Linked DNA regions of Mus musculus: region 2 is linked to region 1. Evidence: chromatin contacts called from public Micro-C data. All regions are on one chromosome and are shown on one strand. Each heading gives the region's core, a stretch centred on a gene start, on an enhancer-like site or on the middle of the called end of the contact. The rest is flanking DNA. Distances are from core to core; before and after follow the strand shown.

Region 1 (7,480 bases), core at 3,159-5,658:
ATCAGTGCCTTCTTGGGTTGTTTCCCATCTTATCTGTTGAGACAGGGTTTCTCACTGAACCTGGAACTCACCAATTCAGATCGGCTGGCTGGCTGAAATAAATATAAGAGAGGCAGACTGGCTGACCTGTGAGCCCAGGGACCCTTGTAGTGACTTCCCCATTACTGTAGTGATGGGCATGTAGGCTGCTGTTCCTGGCCTTGTTTCCTGGGTGCTGGGGGGCCAAACTTGGGTCTTTGTGGTTCCCCAGAAAATGGACTAGTTGAGCCATCTCCCTCAACACTTATTACAAATGTACATCGAATTCTAAATACTTCTGGGTATACAGAAAAGTCACAAAGCCAGAGTCCCTGAAAATGCTTCACCCAGTGTCCTGTAATGTTAGCCTTGTGTCTAATTGCAATACATTGAGCAGAGTAAGAAATTAACATGGGCAGCTCACAGGTTTTTTTCTTTCCATTGAATAGTTGTACACCAAGCCACACCAAGAAAGATACCATATGGAATTTAGTTGTCATGTGTCCTTTTTCACCTAGAGTATGTCACTGTGTCCCATGAGCTTTATACTTCAGGTAGGTCACTGTCAGGTATTTTGTACAGCTTATTTGGTTGCCACAGTTCTAAATCCATGGGTCACATTGGTGGGCTCCGGATCTCAGCAGTGAGCATGTTCAGTCTCTTCTCGCCTAAGGTGTTTTCCATCTCTCCCCTCCCTCTGCTGTCTTGTTTTGTGTCCTTTTCGTATGTGTGGGTGTGCATGCACATGGGTGGAGGTCAGAGGTCAACACCAGGCACTTCCCTTAGCTGCTCTCCATCTTGTTTCTGAGACAGTCTCACACTGAAGCTGCAGCTTGCTGCCTCAGCTCGTCACGCTCACCAGTGGGCTCCCAGAAACTACGTGTTTCCACCCACCCACCCCTGGGGTGACAGGACACACACATGGCACCCAGTTTTTATGTGGATTCTGAGGAGTCAAGCTCAGGGCGTCATGCTTGCACAGATCGTACTTTTCTGACTGAGCCATTTCCCCAGAACAAACATTTTAGAATGTTTAACAAAGACTGTACATTGCTTTGTTTGAATTTCCCTTCCCTTTATCCCTTCCCTCTCCCTCTGTATATCCTTTCTATCTGTCTGTCTGCCTGGCTGTCTGTTTGCCTGTCATCTCTCTATCTCTCCATCTCTCTTTTGCTCTTTTGCCATCATAAATGCTAGTCTGTTGCTGGTAAATAAAAAGACAGTTGATCCTCACGGTCTGACCTTGTATTCTGCCCTCATGCCAAACCCACTTATTTGTTCTAGAAGATGTTTATATAGTTCTTAGACACATCTGTATAATGAATAATTTCAATTGTGAGTGAACACACCTTGATTTCTTTTCAGTATGCCGCATTTCAGTTCTGTTTTATTGCACTCGGCTGAGACAGGGCCTCTCCTACTTGTGCTTCCTTGAGCTCTCCTATTATGGGGATCACTGTTCTTCAGCTTGAAGAGGGGTGTGGCAGAGATGGAGGAAGACAGAAGACGCTAGTTATTTTGTTCTCCTAGTCAGGCCCAAGAGTTGAAGACAAAGTGGCCTGTGAGACTCCACCACACTGGAAGGCTGGGATGAAGGCTCTCAAAGCTGCCAAGTGCTTCATACATAGGAATACGCCTGCTCTGGCTGGCTGGCTGTCCTCTGTCTGAGCCAGGTGCTGGGTGTTCATCTCCAGGCTGTTCTTTGCAGCAGGTCTATGATCTGATCCCCGAACCTTGATGATCTCTTTGTGACTTGTGGTGTGTCTTGTTTGTACATGTGGACGTGTGGAGGCCAGAGGTAAAAATCTGTGGCTTCCTCAGTTCTTATTTGCTTCTCTGACTTTGAAGCAAGTTCTCTCAATGAACCTAGACTTCACTGATTCCCCTCGACTGGCTGGCGAGTGAGCCACCAGTATCCACCTGTTTCCTATATCCTGCACACCACTGGACTTACCAACCCACACTCCTGGGCCCACCTTTTATCTGAGGTCTACAGATCTGAACCCAGGTTCTCAGGCTTTCAAAGAAACACTGTACTCCTGGTGCCATCCTCCAACCCCAAGGATGTTCAATTCCTGCTTATTTTTTAGAGCATTCATTCATTCATTCATTCAAGAGGAGGTTGGAGAACACATGTTCAAAGGACAACTTGCAAGAGTCTCCTCCCACCATGTGTGTGTCTGTGAACCAACCCAGGTCCTCAGGTTTGCAGCAAGTGCCTCTGCCCACCAAACCATGTCACCAGTCCTTAAACTTAGTTTTGAGCATCAAATACTCTGGATGCGGGAGACATTGTCACTCCATGATAGGGACTAAACCAAGAAAAATTTAACATTAAAATCCCCCTATCAGCACTCATATGTTTTGAATGAATAGAAGCTTTTAAAGGAAATGGGTCCAGGAAGACCTTTTACTCTGGTTGTTATTTTCATAATTCTAAAATGTGAAAACAGAGGCCATTGAGAGCTCCTGACATCCTAAGGTACTTAGACTTTAAGATACTGAATATGGTCCTGAGAGATGGCTCAGCCGATTAAGAGCGCTTAGTACACAACTAGAAGGGCCTGAGTTTGAATCCCTACAACCTATGTGAAACATTGGCATAGTTGTATGCACCTGTAAACCTGGTACTGTGTGGATTAGAAACAGAAGATCACTGGGTTTGCTGGCCAACAGCCTAGCTCTGGGTTCAGTGAGAGACCCTGTCTCTGGAGAATAAGTTAGAGAGCAATAAAGCAGGACATCTGATGTCCTCCACTGGCCTCTGCATATGCACACAGACACACACACAGACACACACACAGACACACACACACACACACACACACACACACACACACAAAACACACCCCCCCCCAACACAAAAGATACTTCTTTCAACAGGTGCTTTTGATTTCAGACCTCAAAATGTACCTGCAGTAGCAGATTTTAAATGGCCAATGAAAGACTCTGGAAGAAATAGTGGGTCATTTGATATTTTTCTCTTAACATAGTGCCCTTGATCGAGAGAATCAACTGCCCTTCCCTGGGATATTTATGAAGCTGAAGTGACATGTGAAATGACCTGGAGTCCCTTCATGTTGGCATCTCTAGACAACTGTACCCAGTGTTCCTAATTTCTTTATCAATGAGGATGGTCTTATAAACCATTTGTTCTTGTCTTAAGGAACAGGCTTTTCCTGCCGTGAATGGGCTCGCTCCCTTGGGCCCCTCCCACCTGTTTGACCCATAAACCTTGATACTTCTTAGATCCAGGTGCAAACTGTTCACTGTTAAAATAAGACAGTTAAAAGATGCAGCTTTGGGGCAGAGATGTGGCTCAGTCATTAGAATGCTTGCCTAACCTGCTGGGAGCCCTGGGTTTGATGGCCAGCATCACAGAGGCCTGTCCTGGTGCCACACACCTAGAGCCCTAAAAAGATAGAGATGAGCAGTTCAGAGGTCATCCTCAGTTATGTAATGAGTTCAAGGCCACTCAGTGCTCCATGAAATCCTGACCCTTACTAGAGGTTAAGCTTTGGAATTAGGGAGATATGGATTCGGATTCTGTTTATAAGCAAACCCCTGACCCGTCAGCATATGTCTAACTAATCAGAAAATGGCCTGGCCTGATGGAGACTCCCCAATGCTAAACCACTCTGACCCACAGTGTCATAGTATCACACTAGCTAGAGAGACGGCTTTGGGGTGAAGAATACTTGCTGTTCTTACAGAGGACCTGGGTTCAGTTCCCAGCATCTTGCAACCATCCATAACTCCTGTTCCAGGGGGCTCAGTGCTGTCTTCTGGCCTCTCTGGGCACTGCATATACCCAGATGGTGATGCTGATGCTGTCTGTGTGGCCAGCAGCCACTCCGAGCCTCAGTTTACCCACATAAGGGATAGGCTGAAGATCAGCAGTGACTCTTTTACACATTGCAGGCTCTTAAAAAGTTTTTTAAAAGTATAAAAATAAAAGAAGTCAGGAAACATCTGAGAACACCATCTGTCACCCTGTCACATGTCACTCTGAAAGATGTACAGATGAGCACAAGAATGGGCCACATGTGGAGGCTCCCTTTCCCTGTCAGTGACACCTTATCACATGTCACCACGTGGCTCTCGGAGATGGGTTCCACCATCCACACTGTGTAGATTTCTTCCGGTGGTCTGCGCATGTCAAGTGAGACATGCCCAGTGAGTGACTTAGAATGCATCTCTGTAAATGAATTTGCAGGATTAGAAGGGCTGAGTATGAGAGACTTACTCCTTTGTATGTGTGTCTTTGTGGGTGAAAGTGGGAATGCAGATACACATGCGTCGTGGTGAGTACTTGGAGATCATAGGGCAACTGTTGCGAGTTGTGCTTTTCATCTTGTTGAAACAGGATCTCTTGGCATTGCTGGTCAGCTGGCCAGCCCAGTAGCTTCCAGTTGCTCCTGCCACTCTGCCTGCCATTCACTTCACCATAGATGTACTGGGATCACAGACGTGTCCCAAACTGTCTTTTTTTTTTTTTTTTTTTTTTTTTTTTTTTACTGTGGTTTTGTCAAGCTTATGTGGTAGGTGCTTTTTTCCACTGACCTGATGGCTTGATTGTCAACTTGACTACGCTGTGAGCTGACCGGGAGATTAATAAAGCACATCTCTGGGGCGTCTATGAGGACGTTTCCAGGGGCAATTCGATTAGGAGGCCTCGGACATAATCAGTGCTTCTACCCAGTGGTAGACTCAGTGGCACTAGACTGCAGGGAGGTGTGCGACTGTGCAGGGTGGGACCCGGTTGAGGAAGTGCATCTTTGGGGACATGTCTAAGGACAGTGTGTCTTATCCCTGTTACTCATCTCTGACACATAGTTGCCATAAAGTGAGTGATGACTCTCCATTGTCTACCATGCTTCCTGTCTTCCCATAGCCAGAACCAGAACAGGCCCACTGTATAGAAACCCTCCAAGAACATGAGCCAAAGGAAAGCTTTCCTTCTTTGCTTATGGCTAATATTCTACCGCAGCTGTAGTCTGATGCCATGAGTTAAATAATGAGCCAAATTACCACACTCACTTGGAGAAAGGCTGAATTGGACTTTCATTAAGGTATATGTGTTCATATTTCTGCAACTAAGATTTCTGAATAAAGTTATGTTCTCATTTAAATTTTTTTATGTGTTTTGCCTGCATTTTAAGTGAATTGTGTGCAGGCAGTTCCCAGACAGGCCGCTGGGCCCCCCGAAATAGGAGTTATGAACTGTTGTAAGATGCTGGGAACTGAACCCAAGTCCTTTGTAAGAACAGCAAGTGTTCTTAACCCCAGAGCCATCTCTCCAGCTCCACACTTAAACATTTCTAAATTCTTTGATACATAGAAGCATTTCTCCTCTCCAAACCAATAGTATATATCAAAATTCTTCATGTTGGAAATCTTTAACTCTGTTTTCTAACAATACATAAAAACTTTTAGCTACATACCAAGTCTTCCCATTGTGAGTGTGAAGACCCTGTGTGTCAGAGCCAGAGGGAATCCTAGAGTCGATGTGGTCCAGTCCCCTCTCTGCAGACAGGCAGAGTGAGGCATTAGAGAGCTGGGAAGATTTCCCTCTGCAGCTTTTCCTCTCTCCCACCTTCCTATATTGAAGTTGTCACCTTTTTTATTCCTATAGGAAATGCTGGTATTTTTCTCCTAACATCAAGGCTACCCTGTGACATTTAAATGTTGTTCTGTGAAAGTACAGCATGCATACAGAAAAGTCTAAAAATCTCAGTGGAAGAAGTTATCCTCAGTAAAGGCCTTTATTGTCACCACCTGGGTCAAAATCTAAAGTACTCATTCGGATTTCTCACCATAGATGATTGCAACTCTCTCTCTCTCTCTCTCTCTCCCTCTCTCTCTCTCTCTCTCTCTCTCTCTGTGTGTGTGTGTGTGTGTGTGTGTGTGTGTGTGTGTGTGTGTGTCATTTATAATGGTTTGACTCCTGATTTTCCAGTCTCACTGGGGTATGAAAGCACATGGCATTCAGTAGGAATTGCACTTTGAATATGGAATCTGGATCTTTTCCCAGGTGTACTACTGTTCTCATTGTTGTGACAAAATACCTGACATAATAAGCAGCTTAGGAAACACAGGGTTTATCTGGTTCATAGTCTAAGGGTACACTGACCATCATGGTGAGAAAACCATGATGGCAGGACCCTGAAGCAACTGCTCACACAGCATCAGCAGTCAGGACCTGAAGTAGCTGGTCACATTGTATCCACAGTCAGGACTGTGCAACAGCTGGTCATATTGTATCCATAGTCAAGAACTGTGCAGCAGCTGGTCACATTGTATCCACAGTCAGGAAGGAGAGAGAGAGAGAGATGAATGCTGAGACTCCACTCACTTTCTTCTTTCTATTCACCCAGGACCCTAGCCTAGGGAGCGGTGCTGCCTACAATTAGGGTGGATCTTCCATGTCAGTTAACACAATTTAAAAAAATCTCTCTCAGACATTCTCTGAGGCCTGTCTCTGAGGTGATGCTAGGTTCTGTCAAGTGAGTGAGGATATAAACCAGGACAGCAGTGTGATGCCATTCTCTCTCAATGAAGTGCAGCAGTTGTTTGTCATGGCTCCCAGTCAGACACATGATCAAGAAGTAAACAGTGGGTACTTTATATCCACAGTTCTGTAAACTGTGATGCTTGGCCAGTGAGAAACAATGTACACTGGATTTACAAGGATAACATAACCCCACTCTAAGCTGAGAAGTGTCTGAACAGAGTCGCATGGTTTTTATACTATCTACAACAGTGAAAATCACTCAACCTTCTTATCATCTGACAGTGAAGCTAAACCAAGAACCGTGAGGGCAGAATAGGGCAACTTGTGAAAATGTACGGTGGAGAGCTCATTACTGTAGACTGAAAAAATAGTCTGTATAAGTCAGCTTGAACACTTGGCACAATCATTGCTTGACAGAGACGCTGTAGTTATTAGCTACGAGTGGGGGTGAAGGTGAAACCAGGTATATATCTGGGAGCCTGAAGGTAACCTGAAGTCCCCACACAGGTTATTTGGTATCTCAGTGTGGTGGTTGATCTTGATTGTCAACATGTCTATGAAGAAGAGACCTCAACTGAGGTATTAGCTCCAGCAGATTGGCCTGTGAGCATGTCTGTGAGGCATTTTCTTGGTTGCTAATTGATGTAGGAGGCCTAAGCCCACTGTGGGTGGTACTATTCCTAGGCAGGTAGACCTGGGCAATATAAGAAAGGTTGCTAGATGTGATCCATGAAGAGAGCAAGCCAGCAGACAACAGTCCCCCATGGTTTCTGCTTCAAGTTCCTGTCATGCTGGAGTTCCTGTCCTGATTTCCCTCAAGGATGGACTGTAACTGAAAGCTGTAAGACAAAATAAACCCCATTCCTCCCAAGTTGGTTTTTTTTTTTTTGGTTTGGTTTTTGTCTTGGTGTTTATTATAGCAACAGAAAACAAACTAGAACAGACCCT
Region 2 (7,480 bases), core at 3,525-6,024, 470 kb after region 1:
GGCTCTACAATCTTAATAACTGAAAACTCAAGGCTCCAAGTCACTGTGTTTTATTATAAATGATTCTGCCTCCCAAGACTCCTTCAGTTTTGAAATCTTGCCAAAGGGTTGTTTCTCGTCCTAATGCTAGCGAATGGGCAAGTCTTCAAATGATATCCTTATCCCACAAGTCATGATGAGAGAGGCAATACTTACACGTGTTATTTGAAAAGCCTTGCATGGACTTGTGGTCTCTGACTTAGTAGCTGGGTCTGTCTAGGAAAACTTCAGAAGGTAATAAAGCCTTATTTTACATTTTGAGTAGCCCCATTCATTTATATCTGACATCTATTGCTGCATTACAAACCACAAATCTCAGTTGTAAAAAAAAAAAAAAAAATAGCAGACAGGGCTGAGGAGATGGCCAAGTCAGTATAGCACGTGCCATGTGCAATGGTTAACTTTAATCTTCAACACAACCTAGAATAGTCTAGGAATAAAGTCTCAATCGAGGCGTGTCTGCATCAGGCTGGCCTGTGTGTATGTATATGGGGAGTTATCTTAATTAAAGGTAGGAAGACCCAACCCACTATGGGTGACACAATTCCCTAGGCAAGGAATCCTGAACTGTTTAAGTGAGGAAACATTGAGCTGAGCACAAGCAAGCCAGCAAGAAGCATGCACAATCACTCACTGCTCTTGACTGTGCCTGTGACATGACCAGCTGTCACGGGCTCCTGCCACCGTGCCCCTCCCTCAGGGGTAGACCTTAGACTTGTGGGCTAAAATAAACCCTAATTTTCTTTTCACCCTCGTATTTTATTATAGTAACAAAATCAAAACTGGGACACCATGCAAGCCTGAGTACCTGAATTTGACCCTCAGACCATGTAGAAAATCCAGGCATTGTGGCATATACTTGTAATCCCAGGGCTGTATCCAGCCTAGCTAAACCAGTAAGCCCAAGGTTCAGTAAGAGATCCTGTATCAAAAAGTAAGGTGGAAGACGATCTGGGAAGCCACTTGACACTGACCTCTGGCCTTCATACACATACATGCATACATGTACCTGTACATACATGTGCACATACACTTATCATGTGCTTCCTGGGCTCATCTGGGAATCAGTTCTGTCACCCTCTGCCATCTACTCCCATGATACGAGCTTCAAGTCTTATTACATGGGCTCACTATGGAGATCCAGGTTTCACAGTCAGAAGCTATTCTGAGGAAGCTGTTATGAAAAAAAAAATTAAGTACATAACACATTTCAAATATCTCTCCTGTGGTGGTTTGAATAAAAATATGCATTCTCATAGACATAGGGAGTCACTATTAGGAGGTATGGCCTTGTTGGAGGAAGTGTGTCACTGGGTAGGGGTTTTGAGGTTTCAGATGTGCAAGCCAGGTGCAGTGTGTCACTCTCTCTCTTTCTGCTGCCTGCAGATCCAGATGTAGAACTCTCAGCTCCTTCTCCAGCACCATGTCTGACTGCAGGCTGCCATGCTTCCTGCCATGATGATAATGGACTAAACCTCTAAACTGTAAGCCAGCCCCAATTAAATATCTTCCTTTATAAGAGTTGCGATGGCTACAGTGTCTCTTCACAGCAATAGTAACCCTAATTAAGACATGCCCCATGCCATGTGTACTAACTCCTTATGTCTTTGTGGGCGCTCACACAAGCGCGGGCGTGTGTGTGTGTGTGTGTGTGTGTGTGTGTGTGTGTGTTGTGGCTTTGGTCATGGCAGGTCCTACATGACTTTACCCTTGGAAAGGAAAAGAGAGTATGAAAGTAGGTCAAGTCCATCCTGTAATACAGCTCTGAGCAAGGCATTTCTTGAATGAGCGCCGTATGCAGAGACAGGCAGGGCCTGACAAGTAGGCTGGAGTACCAAGAAGGAAAGAGAGATGCCCAACCTTCACAGCCTGTTCCCATCACCCACTGGGCATCTGCAGAGCGGAGTAAAGGGTTAAAGCTGTCAATAAAAGCCGGCCTCGGGTCTCTGAAACGTAACCTAGGAAACTGTTACCATAACCCACACAGTTGAGACCCACACAGAAGAGAAACAGTGCCTCTAACAAAACAGGTAGCTCAGGCATGTGCCACCCCAACTGTGTGACCTCCAAAGTTAGAGATCTTCCCTGCCACTAAGAGCTGGTGAAGTCAGAGTGCCTCTTTGGGTGTTTCCTAGGCAACATCCAAATGTTTGAGGCACCCTAGTACCTTCATGTGAAGGCATTACAAAAGAAATGAAATTTCCCTTTGTGTTGTCACAAAGAATAGCACACTGGGTACCTGTGCTTCACCCCAGGGTGCAAGCTGTGGAATTTCTGATGAGACATCCTATTAAGAACTTCTTCAAGACATATCTCCATCTTTCTCTCTCCCTGAAGGGAAAAATAAATTCAGTGTATCCATACAGTGTATCTACAGCTGCATCCAAAGTACCTGGAGGAACGACTCAAATTATTCATTTTGGCTCATGGTTTCTGGGGCTTGGTACATGGTCACTATAAGACTGTTAGAACCCAGCTGCTGCCCAGACCTCAGAACCTGCAGCCACTCTCTCCTCTCACAGATGCCACAGCACATCAACTGTCTGTCCATGGTTTTAGCAGCTCTTCTAACCAACTCTCTGTCCCTAACAATCCACCTCAGTGACCCCCCCCCCCGAGACCTGTATCAGAGACTTTTCAGTTGTGTGGCTCTGGGTACTGGGCAGAATGTCATGATGGCTGGGGTGTGTGGTGGGCATGGTTCTTAACTTGACAACAGACAAGAAGAGAGAAAAAGAAGTGTCCCAGAACAAGATGCCTCCCAGGACACACCTCAAGCCACCTCCTCACCAGGAACTACTACTTCCAGCTAGACTCAACTTCCAAACATTTCTGGAAACTCCCAAAATAGTGTCCCCATCAGGAACCAGTCATGCTGCCAGTGTAGGTAGGGGTGGAGTGTTTAAAACTGTCTAGGGTGGCAACTGTGTTCTTTGAGAAAATGGATACCAATGAGACATCTGTTGGCTTAGCTCTTCTCTTCCAGTTGGTGTGAGTATAACTTGTTATATCTTGGCCAGGACGCGGAAACAACATCAGATGGAGTGATGAATATGGTTCAGTAGATAAAGTGGTCACGGCACAAGCATGAGGACCTAAGATCAAGGCCTTGGTGCCCATGGAAAAATCCAGGCACAACATCGCATGCTTCTAATCCAGGTACCACAGCACATGCTTCTAATCCCAACACAGGGCAGGGAAGATGGGTAGACTCCAGGGACCAAGCTAGCCAGGCTCACCTAATCATCTAACTCCAGGACCAGTGAGAAACCCTTGTCAGAGGCCACACACATAGGTAGCCTCGGCAACCCCGTCTTGTATGGAGTCTCCACCTCGTATTAGGCTGAATTCTAAGAAACAACCAAATTCCCAGAAACGGCTCCTAGCCCCAGGTTTCCCACATGAACTTAGCCTAGGCTTAGTTGGTCAGCACCCAGTCAGGACTGAAACCTAGCAGCTGCTAAAGTGGCTCTGACTGACTGATCTCTATCCAGACTCGGTTGTCAGAAAAGCCATCTGAGGTATTTGACAAGTATTAACACACTCTAAATGCCCGGTGTGAAAGACAGATGGAAATGTTCAGCCCTTACCTCTTACCCCTCCTGTTTGTTTGTTTTTGTTTGGGGGTTTTTGTTTGCTTGCTTGTTTGCTTGCTTGCTTGCTTGCTTGCTTTAAAAGGTTACTCTGTCCTGCCCTGCTGACAGAGTTTGAATCCTGAACCCAGCCATCTCCCTGATATACAAGACTTTGAATAAAGAAACTTTTGTTGTCTCAGACTTGGTTTTCATGGTGATTTATTCCCACCTTCTCAGGCTCTAATACCCCATCTCAAAAAAGGAGTGATTGGGGCTGGAGAGATGGCTGTTCTTCCAGAGGTCCTGAGTTCAATTCCCAGCAACCACATGGTGGCTCACAACCATCTGTAATGAGATCCGATGCCCTCTTCTGGTGTGTCTGAAAACAGCGATAGTGTGCTCATATACATAAAATAAATCTTTTTTTTTTTTTAAAAAAAAGGAGTGATTGAGGAAGACACCTCTGTCCTCCACATGTGCATACATGATCAAACACATACATACATGCGCACACACATACACACATATACACTACACATACCATACACAAATGCACACACACATACACACATGCACACATGCATACACACACACACACACACACACACACATGGGGGTTCTCAAATGTGCATATAACTAAGAATAAAACAAATCCTGAGTTCAAATGGGCCTCTTCAGCCCTACATTAGCAGCCTTTCTTGTCGCTATGACAAAAGTAACACAAGGACAGAGGGTTTATTTTAGCTCATGGTTGACAGGCTAGAGTCTATCTTGGTGGGCAAAGCACCCACCATGGTCACGAGGCATCTGGTCACACAGTGTCCACATCCAGGAGAGAGGGAAATGGGGAGTGCTGGTGCTCAGCCTGCTTTCTCCTCCCCTCTGAGGTTTTCCTTTGTATTCGACCTGGGATTCGATGCAGCGCAGCCCACACGCCTCAGCTAACTCTATCCAGAAATGTCCTCACAGACTTGTCCAAAGGTGTGATCAGTGAATCACAGGACACTTCAAAGACACCCCCGGCAGCTGAGGACCAAGTGTTCAAACCCAGGAGGTCATAGGAGGCACTAGGAGCCTGTGGGAGGATGCTTCAGACTCGAGTCACAAACAACAGAAAGACCTTGAGAGCCATCAGTGTGGTCACCAGCAGCTGCTGAGGGGTGACTCAGCCCTCGGTAGCTGGCATCGCTTCCATTCACAGTGTGTTCCGAAGAGCTGGGTGGATGGATACTCAGCCAGCACCAAAATAGAATTCTTCAGAGACAAGACAGCTGAAAGGGCCTGGGAAATCTCCGGCAATTCATACCGCTGCAAAAAAGTAAACTCCCGCCTTGCTTCCTGAATTTCAGAGTGATTTCTCCCTGACTTCCTCCTGTGGGCTTTTGTGAGTCAGCTTCACTGAATATCCCTGGTGGAGGGGCAGTTTTAGGGTAACAGGCGTGAGGGCGCAGGGGCTCCACACTTCCGTGGGATCAGCAGCAGTAAGGGCAGGTATACAGAGGTAACAAATGAGCAGTAGCCCAAACTAAACGTGGCCCCACCCCTCCTCACAAACATGCCAAAATCACTTTTAGACTCTACATCTTTGATGCTTTATATCCATTTGTCTGTCTAGAGACAGAGTCTTGCTATATTGTCCAGGCAAGCCTCGAGTTCATAATCCTCCTGCCTCTGCCTCCTGAGGGCTGGAATTACAGGTGTGAACCACCCTGCCCAGCTATGTGTGTGGCACACATGTGAGTGTGTAAGTATACACACGCACGGAGGTCAGAGCAGAATGCTGGCTGCCTTCTTCAGCTACAAGGCAAGCTCAAGGCCAGCCTGGCCTACATAAGATTTTGTCTCAAAACAAACGAAGTAACAAACCCTGGATTGGTCCAAAGGCCTCAGCCACTAGATTACTCAATTTTTTAGAAACAGGATTTGATACATCACTCAGGTTAACCTGAGCTCAGAGTCCAGCCCAGGCAGGCTGACTTCAGCCTTATGACCCTCCTCCCTCAGCCTCCTGAGTGAGCACCTGGATTACACACATACACCACCAGCACACTAATTTATTTCTCTAATCAAATACAATGTTTGCTCAAATGTCATCCATCAATGTTATCACTTTTACTCGCTCTCTCTCTCTCTTTGTGTGTGTGTATCTGTCTGTCTGTCTCTCTCTCTCTCTGTTTGTGTGTGTGTGTTTCTATCTGTCTGTCTGTCTCCATGTCATTTGTTTGTCTGACTGCCAGATGAGCCTATTCTCCTTCTGTCACACTTACTTATTTTGTGTCATGAGTTTTCTCTTTCTAGAACCCCTCATGTCCTGAGGCTTGGCGACAAGTGCCTTTTCCCACTGAACCATTACACAATTCCCAAGCCTACTATTCTCTTTTGCCTGAAGTTCTACGGGTTGTGGCAGAGGTAACAGAAGCCGAGGCAGATACCGAGGAAGTTTTAGATTTTGACTGTCAACTTAATTGGATCTGGAATCAGCTAAGACACACACCCTGGATGGGTCTTTGAGGATGTTAGCAGGAAAGATTGACTTGGGGGTGGGGTAAATGGGTGGCACCGCCCAGGGTCTGCAGGGAAGACAGCTGCTCACTTGCCTGTCTCATCTTCTGGCTCGTGAGTGCATCTATCCTGTTGCCACCATGGCTGTGCCGCCACCCTACACCCAACATCGGAACCGGGCATCTTCCACTTTCTAACATGGACTGAAGCCCAGCAGCTCACCAGGAATCATCCAGGCCGGCAGCAGCAGACTCACAGAGTGAGTGTTTTTGTTCTCCATTTCTTCAGCATACAGCCAGCCAGGGATGGGCTACCCAGCCTCTGTTGTGTAAGCCAACTAGCAAATCCCTCTTTTAATGTAAAATCACTCTGCCGGGTCTATTCCTCTAGAGAACCCTAAACACTTCTTCAACTCAGTGTTCACCCATTCACAAGTCCTTCCCAGCATCTAAAGAGACCAGGCTCCTGCCATCTTTTTTCATGGCTAAATGCAATACTGACCTTAGCTCTCACTCATCACCAGTTGAGCAGTGCAATCTTGAGTCTCCTCTCAGTTCTACAGCCCATGCAGAGGGTCACATGACCTCGGCAGACACGAAAGTGTCTGGGTCAAGACAGACGGTCATGAAGGATAAGCAACGCTTGAAGAAGACATGGCAGAGACCACAAGAGAGACATAATCCCAGTCAGACTTCACACCTGCCAGCTGAACAATAGCCAGTACTTAGCAGCCCACTGAGTACCCTCTGCCAGGGCCAGGATCTCTTCCTTTGGCCTGGCTGGGGTGGGGGGTTGTGTGAGAACCCAGCCTGCCACCTTTGCCACCCAGTTGACCAGACTGCGTGGTCAGCACAAGAGGCAGCCTCTGGCTCTGGAGACCTGGCCATTCGGTAAAGTTTTAGCTGCACAAGCATGAGGACCTGAGTTCAGTCCCCAGAACCCATATAAAAGCCAGGGCATAGCGGTGCATGCTGGAGTTTGTCAGCGAGGTTAAACTGGCAGAGCCTCCTAGCCTAGGGATCCCTCCGCCTCCGCCTCCGCCTCCGCCTCCGCCTCCGCCTCCGCCTCCGCCTCCGCCTCCGCCTCCGCCTCCTTGCCCCCCACCCCCCCGCCCGCATTTCTGGGATTACAAGGGCAGACCATCATACCTGGTTACTGGACACTGAACTCCAGGTCCTCACACTTCCATGGCAAGCACATTAGTGACTGAACTCTCCCAGCATAGATTTTTTTTTTCTAGTGAGTTTTGTGTCGAGACAAGACATCACTATGTAGCCCAGGCTGACCTTGAGTGATTCTCCTGCCTCAGCCTCCTGAATGCTGAATACATACGTCACCATGCCTAACTGGAAGATTGCTGCTCT

What was found. Hi-C and Micro-C count contacts between places; a contact is called where the count stands out from the background.
Region 2: a contact with region 1 is called in a Micro-C map of muscle stem cells, with 4 times the contacts expected there. The contact joins two enhancer-like sites. A contact is called at or near these places in 3 of 484 Hi-C or Micro-C datasets (cerebellum, muscle stem cells and myocytes), 1 of 115 datasets of contacts at active chromatin or transcription factors (embryonic stem cells) and 1 of 9 other capture datasets (embryonic stem cells).

The regions. Positions count from the first base shown.
Region 1 is chr5:141,843,488-141,850,967 of GRCm38.p6, forward strand. The region is part of intron 5 of Sdk1 (sidekick cell adhesion molecule 1); the gene reads left to right. Among named protein-coding and RNA genes, the nearest start is that of Gm24131, 280 kb to the left of the region's middle. Within about 2 kb of position 4,409, at least 2 of the 459 cell types and tissues checked have an H3K27ac peak or open chromatin away from gene starts, as enhancers often do. A contact at or near this core is called in muscle stem cells and myocytes, where this site is marked.
Region 2 is chr5:142,309,342-142,316,821 of GRCm38.p6, forward strand. No RefSeq gene overlaps it. Among named protein-coding and RNA genes, the nearest start is that of Gm30998, 50 kb to the right of the region's middle. Within about 2 kb of position 4,775, at least 30 of the 459 cell types and tissues checked have an H3K27ac peak or open chromatin away from gene starts, as enhancers often do. A contact at or near this core is called in muscle stem cells and myocytes, where this site is marked.